Linked DNA regions of Mus musculus: region 2 is linked to region 1. Evidence: chromatin contacts called from public promoter capture Hi-C data. All regions are on one chromosome and are shown on one strand. Each heading gives the region's core, a stretch centred on a gene start, on an enhancer-like site or on the middle of the called end of the contact. The rest is flanking DNA. Distances are from core to core; before and after follow the strand shown. Region 1 overlaps Nav1 (neuron navigator 1). Region 2 holds the start of Nav1 (neuron navigator 1).

Evidence for each region. Promoter capture Hi-C pulls out the DNA fragments that hold promoters and counts their contacts.
Region 2: a promoter capture Hi-C map of hippocampal neurons shows a contact between it and region 1, with 4 times the contacts expected there. The contact joins the promoter of Nav1 here to the enhancer-like site in region 1. A contact is called at or near these places in 8 of 39 promoter capture datasets (the 3T3-L1 cell line, the HPC-7 cell line, cranial neural crest and 5 more), 8 of 484 Hi-C or Micro-C datasets (the C3H10T1/2 cell line, the N1E-115 cell line, cerebral cortex and 5 more), 3 of 115 datasets of contacts at active chromatin or transcription factors (embryonic stem cells and forebrain) and 3 of 9 other capture datasets (adipose tissue, liver and pancreatic islet).

What each region holds. Positions count from the first base shown.
Region 1 is chr1:135,461,088-135,464,693 of GRCm38.p6, forward strand. It overlaps Nav1 (neuron navigator 1), which reads right to left. Exons shown (of 30, transcript NM_173437.2): 12 at 2,828-2,851; 13 at 2,635-2,712. Among named protein-coding and RNA genes, the nearest start is that of Mir1231, 8.2 kb to the left of the region's middle. Within about 2 kb of position 1,829, at least 27 of the 459 cell types and tissues checked have an H3K27ac peak or open chromatin away from gene starts, as enhancers often do. A contact at or near this core is called in the N1E-115 cell line, hippocampal neurons, muscle stem cells and 2 more, where this site is marked.
Region 2 is chr1:135,583,138-135,586,781 of GRCm38.p6, forward strand. It overlaps Nav1 (neuron navigator 1), which reads right to left and starts at 2,218. Exons shown (of 30, transcript NM_173437.2): 1 at 1,418-2,218. The coding sequence starts at 2,183.

The DNA of each region.
Region 1 (3,606 bases), core at 579-3,078:
ATGGGAGGACAACAGCCTCTGGGATCAGTCTTATGGCTTTTGGTTTAACGTCACTACATAGGGCCAGCTCTTGTGGCACAAAATGACCTTCCAGTAGGTTCTGTTTGGTTTATCTCTTCTGCCTCTGCACCCTAACCCTATTCTTATCTCACCCTGGGTTTGGAACTAATGCCTCTCTCTGGAAGGGCTGGGGGTGGGGGCATGGGAGTGAGGGATGCCAGTAGCCATGCAAACCACTTCAGGGCATTCCCCATTTTGGCCACTAGGGGGCAGGGCTACATTGGAAAGGGTGCTGGATCCTGTGGGAACTCTGGATCTCTGAAGGGGGGGTGGGGGGGGAAGGTTCCCAGTGGTTGGACTCCAGCTAGCTCCTGGAAGCAATGGGTATAGGAAAAGGTAAAGGGAATGGGGTACAGGAGCAGACAGGGGACCACTCAAGGATGGATAAACAGCCCCCATGAGAGCACTGCAGCAAATGGTCCTCTTGTTACCCTCATAACAAGAGGAGGAAGGCTTTGGGTAGGTCACTCATGCCCAGTCCCTGTGGTGTCTGCAACACCCTCCCTGCCTCCTCCTACGTGTCCTCTTTGAACAACAAGTCAAACTTCACCAGTGCCTTAGAGCCTGAAAACCGGAGGCAGTATCTTCCATGTTTCCTGTAAATCTGCAGAGTCCTGGGCTCCCAGGCAAATACATGGCAAGCTCTGAGCATCTTTCTTTGACCTTCTGTCTTTTTTCAAAATTTGAGAGATTTCACTAAGTTACTCAGGCTGGCCTTGAACTTGTGACCCTCCTGCTGCTGCAACCTCTCAAGTACCTGGGATTTCAAGCTTGCCCCCTCAGGCCGAATTCTGATCACCACCACCACCACCACCTCCCCGGCCCCTATTCATATTCCCTGAAAATCTACTCAGAGCCTGGAGTGGCCCTGGCCTCTTCACTCATTTCTACATGCACATCTCCCCCTCTGAGGGACTGGCCTTGCCTCTCTCTTCTTTCCTACGTCTCTTTTCCTCCATGGCACCTTGCTCTGAGGCCAACCTCAGGTTAGGGTGCCTGTAGGACTCTAGGCCAAGTGGTCCTTTTGTAGAGGCAATACAGTGATCAGGGCCGCTTCCTGGCCAAGTGTGTCATCGTCAGCAGCTTGGCTGCACCATCCAACACGGTGTAAGATTGGTTCAACATCAGGGATCCCAAGTCGAGCTCTGGGGCCTGGCATCACATCTCCCACTGAAGGGAAGGGCTCGGACCCTTGGCCAAAACCTGACTCTAGATTCAGAACTCACCAGAACTGTGTTTTAGTTTGTTTTCTCTTGGCCAAATGGAACTTCCTGTCCTAAGAAAATTCACCCTCTAAATTCATTTTCTGGAACTAGTCCAGCCCTGACAGCCACGATGGCTGACAGATTGCAGTGTAAGTGAATCAGGCATAATAATGTCCTCTGCCTCCCTGGCTGTTCTCCACCTCCCTGGCGCCTCTCCCCTTCGACATCTCCCAGACATGAATTTCCTAGGGTATGCAGGACATGACCTAGGCCACTGGCCTTGACTGGTGGGGTACAGGACCATTCTTGTTTCTGTTATAATTCTTTTGGTCCCAGAGAGTTTGAAGTTTGATATGAGCTTCAAGCAAACCAGTCAATACAGGACTTTTGAACTGAGGACTTGGGAGAAAGAATAAAGACGACAGCCAATGTGGTAAGAGAGCTGTCGCTGAAATTCACTGGAAACACGCAAAAACTCTACCTGGTTTCAAGGCTAGGCTCAGGCCTGGCAGCTGAGCTCCCCAGAGAGGAAGGGAAGAGAGAAGAGGAGAAAGCGCTGCGGAAACTGCAGACGCGGTTATTTTTTGTGCAAACACTTGGAGAGCTCCTGGAGACCCAGCTCAGCTGTTGTTTACAACTACGGGAGAAAATGGCTCTTATGTTCTCTGTTTGCAATTTGGTCACAGGAGAGGAACTGCCCACAGTGGAGTTAGATGAGGTAGGTGTGTTCCTCCTCATCTCTCAGAACAGAAAAACTAAGGTCAGGAGGAAGGTAGTCACTCTAAGTGGCCATACGGAGGTGGGTTAGATGCAGAAATGAAGGATGTTGGCTCCAAAGATGAAGGAAGCTCAGCTCAGATCAATGGCAGAATAGAGGCAGAGCCAACGGTGAACTCCACAGGTTGCTAGGATGGAGTTGGACTTGAGCCGGCCGGCCTCGTGGTCCCCAGACAGAATTCTAATAACCGGCTCTGAGCCTGTTCAGTTGTGTGGCATCAATAAAGAGAAAAACACACCCTAGGGCAGTGGAAACGATCGAGGGCTCGGTAATTAAAATGAATTGTGACTTTTGTCCATGGCCAATGGCAAGGTTGTTTCTGCCTCCCTGCAGAACCACGGTCTCTGCTTTCGTTAGGAAGGTCAAAGGTTACCAGACACCAACTCAGCCATATCAATGAATTAAGGTGGGAAAAAATGGTTCTGAATGAAGGCTCAGAAAAATTGAAGGACAGTCCCCAAATCTTCTGCTCTAGAGCCGTGAATACAACCTTCTCCCCAGAGATCTCAGGCCAGGGCAGACTCGGTCAGACCGCTTTCCCGCACTGCCTGGTTTAACAGGAGCCAGGTCTCATCCTGCTTGGGTACTCACGTTGGCAGACAGCTGAGATGTCAGGGTGGCCACCTTTTCCTGGGACGACTCCAGCTCCCTACGAAGCTTCCGAATTTGCTGCGAAAGGAAGAGAGAGAGAGACAAGCTGCTGACGGCAGAGGTAGATTACTAAGACTGAAATCGGAGTGTGTGGCGGTGTTAAAGAAGCAGAGACAAAGGCTTTGTATCCTACCTCAGATTGCATCCTCTCCTCAGCCTGGAGAAGTGGGCACAGAAGGAGAGAGAGAGACAGAAAAAGCAGGTGGTTACTATGGAGAACCGGCGCAGAAGCCGGGGCCCAAATGTCAGGGCAGAGACTGGAAGAAGCATGATTGACAGATGCAGAGAGGAGAGTCCCCCTGGCCCTGGCTCCTCAGAGCTACATTCAGGTTTAAGTACTAGGCTCCTCTCGGGTGCTCATCTTTAGCCAACCTGGTCCTTGCCGAGAAGGCTAGAGAATGAAGCTGGTTGGTCTGAAAGCAAACCGTGACTGTTAGCACCATGAAGGAGGAAAGAATGAAGGTTAAAACAAACCTACGAGTCAAGAGATCTGAAAGCCAAAGGCTGTAGACATTTGGTCAATTCTGTACATTACTGGGGTCTCTAGAGTCTTGGGGACCTATTCATCTTGGGTGCTAGAAACACTGCCCAAATCCCATGGCAGGGAAAGGAGGCTGTAACAAGGAGATCTTTACTTTTCAAAGGAGGGAAAAAAACACCAGAGTTGCTTGGGAGTTGGTGGCAAGGCCAGAAAGAACAGAGGCTCCAAGGTACTCATCGGAGTGTTCCAAGCTCTAGGTGCTACCCACTACGCCCACTCCCATGGCCAGCGAGGGTAGCGATGATAGGTACCCATCCCCATCCAGTTACCCAACCAAAGGAGGTCCGAGGGAAGGTGGAATGGGGAGGGGGGCTCCCGGGGAAAGGACATTGATGGTCTCACTGAGGGGCAGGGCTCACGGGAAGGGGCAT
Region 2 (3,644 bases), core at 968-3,467, 120 kb after region 1:
TAGGGTGGCACTTCTGCCTGTCACTTCTACACACTCCACCCCATCCCTCCTTTCCACTCTCAAATCGAATTTGGGGAGGAGCCGAAAGGCACAAGGCTGTTTTCCTCCCTTTGCCCTTGTCCAGTCTGCACGAGCCATCTGTGTCAGAGGCAGAATCCTTGTTCACCAGACCCTCACCACCCCACAGGCGGGGAGGTCTCAGGAAGACTGCAGCAGGCTGAACAGGTTTCCTTCAGCATTCTCCAGGGGCCTTGGGCCAGCCCTAGCTTCTCTCTCCATCAATCTGGTCACTTAGACCGCCACCCTCCTCTTGGCCCCGCCCTTTCACACGCTCACGACACGCCCCTTCCCAGCCCCCAGCAGAGCCGGTACCAGACTACAAGGTACCCAGGAAGATGGGGTCCCTGGGCTCTGATGCCTGAGGACCCACATTCACTGCAACAAGTCTGTGCACTTAAGGTGGCTAGCAGCCGATCTCCCGCAGCTCTTGTACTGCTGGTGCGGGCTACCAAGGCACAGCCGCCTCCTTAGGCACATCTTCCATGTATCCTTGTCTGAGAACAGGGACTCCACAGAAAGAAAACACGGTTCCCGGGCTGGCTCGGGATTTTTTCCTCGGACTGTTCAGGCTTGGAGAACAATGGAGCAGCTCTCTGGCTTCCTCCGCCGAGCAAGCTTTGTTTCTCTCTTCCCGCCAGCTTGGCTTTCATTAGCCAAAGGGCAAAGGCTTCTCGGGAGTCTCCTTGCAAAATCCCAGACCTTTCCCTAAAACATTTAGGGGGATGGGGTGACTGCTTGGGGCTGGGGGAACGGACGTGTATCCAGATGCGCACAGCTGGCTGCCCGCCCGCCTCCCTGGCCCCAGACACTTCTTGCTGCCAGGTCCCCCACACCCGGGGAAATCCGACTCAAGCTCCCACCCGGGATTCACAGAGGAAGTGGAGCCTCAGCCCTGCTCCAAGGACCAACTAGCCCTCACATCTGCTTTCCCCACATCTTTGCTCTAGATCTCCTACCCTAGGCTTCCCTAGCAATGCTGGATGCTGTGTTATTCAGCGCAGACTACTCCTCAGCTGGTGTTTCTACCAACCTCACTGTGGTTTGCCATATTAGGACTCTGGACCTTAAAATTCAAGGGAGCTAATGATTTCTGAGCCCCCCAAGTCCCCCGTCTCCATTGTCCACCCTCACTTCCAACAAGCCACAGCAGAGCCCAGGCTCCCATCAGCGACATCTTTAAGACACACGTTAGCCAGACACAGCTGGAGGTAGGCCAGCTCTGCACATCTGGGCAGTAATACCCCTCCTAACCTGGCCAGTGATCGGTATAGAAGGGAGAAAGGGGGAAAGCAAACCTCTTCCTGCAGCTGGCCAGGAGAAAACCAGGGGCGGGGTGGGGCGGGGCAGCAAGTCTTACCTAGCATCTGGCTGAAGAGTAGCTGTTCTAGGTCGCCCAGCACGGTAACCACAAGCTCGGGGTCCACCTTGAGGAAGGCCCGCTCCTCCTGGCCCTTGGCAGAGGGCACAGTCCCTGAGCCCTTTTGCGCTTTAGCCTTGCTGGAAAGCAGTTCGTCATCCGATTTGCCATCATCGCTTACCGCTGCCTCAGGCGCCTTGCTGAGAGGCTTGACCTCCGCATAGGGTCCCCGAGGAATCCGGCTAGGTTTGCCTAGGCTGGGCGCTAGCGGAGCCAGTGGGGTCTTGGCGCCGCCGGTTGAGCCACCTTTGGGTTGGAAGAGCGAATGCTCAGACTTGGACAGCGTCTTGGACATCAGAGGAGTCTCGCGGCCCTTGGGCCCCAGTTTGCCCAAACCCTTGGGTGCTTTGGCCATATCATCACTCCACTCAGGCTCATACAGCTGCAGCTTTTTCTCGGAGTCCGTGAGAAACGAGAGGTTGGTGAGCGACTTCTGTTTGCGCAGGTTGGAGGTAGGCAGCCCGCCGGGGACACGACTGTCCACGCTGCCGGACTTGAAGACCTTCAGCTCCGCTGCACTGGCCTTGGCCATACTGCCACTGCCTCCTGCCGCCTTGGCGCGCTTGGGCAGCATGCCTCTGCCGTCCGCCGCGGCTGCCTTTCTGCTGGCTCCCCGAGACTCGTCCGCGCCCTCGTCGCCGCCGCTGCCGCTGCCGCCGCTCAGCTCCACCTCGGGCTGCACGCTCTTGACGCTGCTGCCCAGCATTCTGCCTGCGAGGAGCGCATGGACGATCCGCGCGTCTGCAGGCACGGGGCGGGGGAGGGGGCGGTAGTGCCGGGAGAGGAGGGGGCGGAATGGGGGGGAGGACGGAAGAAACCGCGGAGGAAGGGGAGAGGAAGGGGAGGGAGCAAGGGGGCGAGCGGAGGGCGAAAGGGAAAGAAATGCGGAGAAGGAAGCCGGGGAAGAGGAAAAGGCAAGGAAATAGCGGGTTGATGGGGCGGGGTCGAAGGAAAAGGGGCGGGGCGGGGAGAATATAAATTAAAAAATTTAAATCAGTCAAAGGAACGATAGAAGACCAGCGGCTCCATCGAAGCCAGGTCGTGTTGTGATGCTGGGATCTTGTCTCTGTCCCCCGGCTAGCCGATCCGTGCTGCGGGCTGCACACTCCGGGGCAGCGCCCTCTCTCTACTCCTCCTTCCAGCTCGTGGAGAGGCTGCGGGCTGCAGCTCCCAGCGAGAAAGAGGGGAGGGGGAAGGCGGGGAGCAAACAGGAGGAGGGGTGGAGTGTGCGCAAGGGGAGGGAGGTAGGGGAGAGAGTGTGTCTATTTCTGGCTCGGGAGGGGGAGGTGTCTGTGAGCTGAGCCCCGGGGGCACAGAGAGGATCCCACCAGTTTTTCTCCTTGCTTTCTACAGAGAGATGGGGTAGAAGGTTCCCTGCTGCATCTGGAAAAAAGCATGAGTGGAGGAAGGGAGACTTAGGGGTACAGGTAAAGGTCCTGGGAAAGGGTGTCTTTGACCCAGGAGAAAGAGTGGCCCTGTAGGTCTTGGGTAGAAACTGGCAGAGCCTGAGGGAAGCTCTCACAAACCGTTACCTTTGGTTTCCCTCAGAAATTCTTTACCTTTAGTTACCTTTAGTCTCTATGGTGTATTTTGCCCTCCTAAACCCAGAAGGTAAGGGACACAGGACAGAACAGGCTGCTTTAGACAGTGCCTAGGGTTGACAGGGACAGGGACCTGAGGGGTTGAAGCGGCTAACTGTTGGGTGCAGGAGTCCGAGTCACCATTCCACTTGATCACATGACCTTGTCAAAGTCATTGAACCTCTGTTGCTCTTACAATGGTTTTAATCCTAGCTTCCTAGGAAAAGGGGCTTTGGGACACTAAGGACACAGGAGAGTTAGCATAGGTCCCTTGGCAGAGCATTTTTTGTTTTGTTTTGTTTTTTGTTTTTGGAGGCGGGATTTCTCTGTGTAGCCCTGGCTGTCCTGGAACTCACTCTGTAGACCAGGCTGGCCTCGAACTCAGAAATCTGCCTGACTCTGCCTCCCGAGTGCTGGGATTAAAAGCGTGCGCCACCACTGCCCAGCTGCAGAACCAACTGAAGAGATCCTGGATATGTTTGTTCTATCAGCATAGGAGCTCTCCAAGTACCATGCTAGCCCAGAGTAGGTATTAATGACTCAGGCTCTGAGGCCAGATGGCTGGACACTGGGTGCTGGCCAGAGCC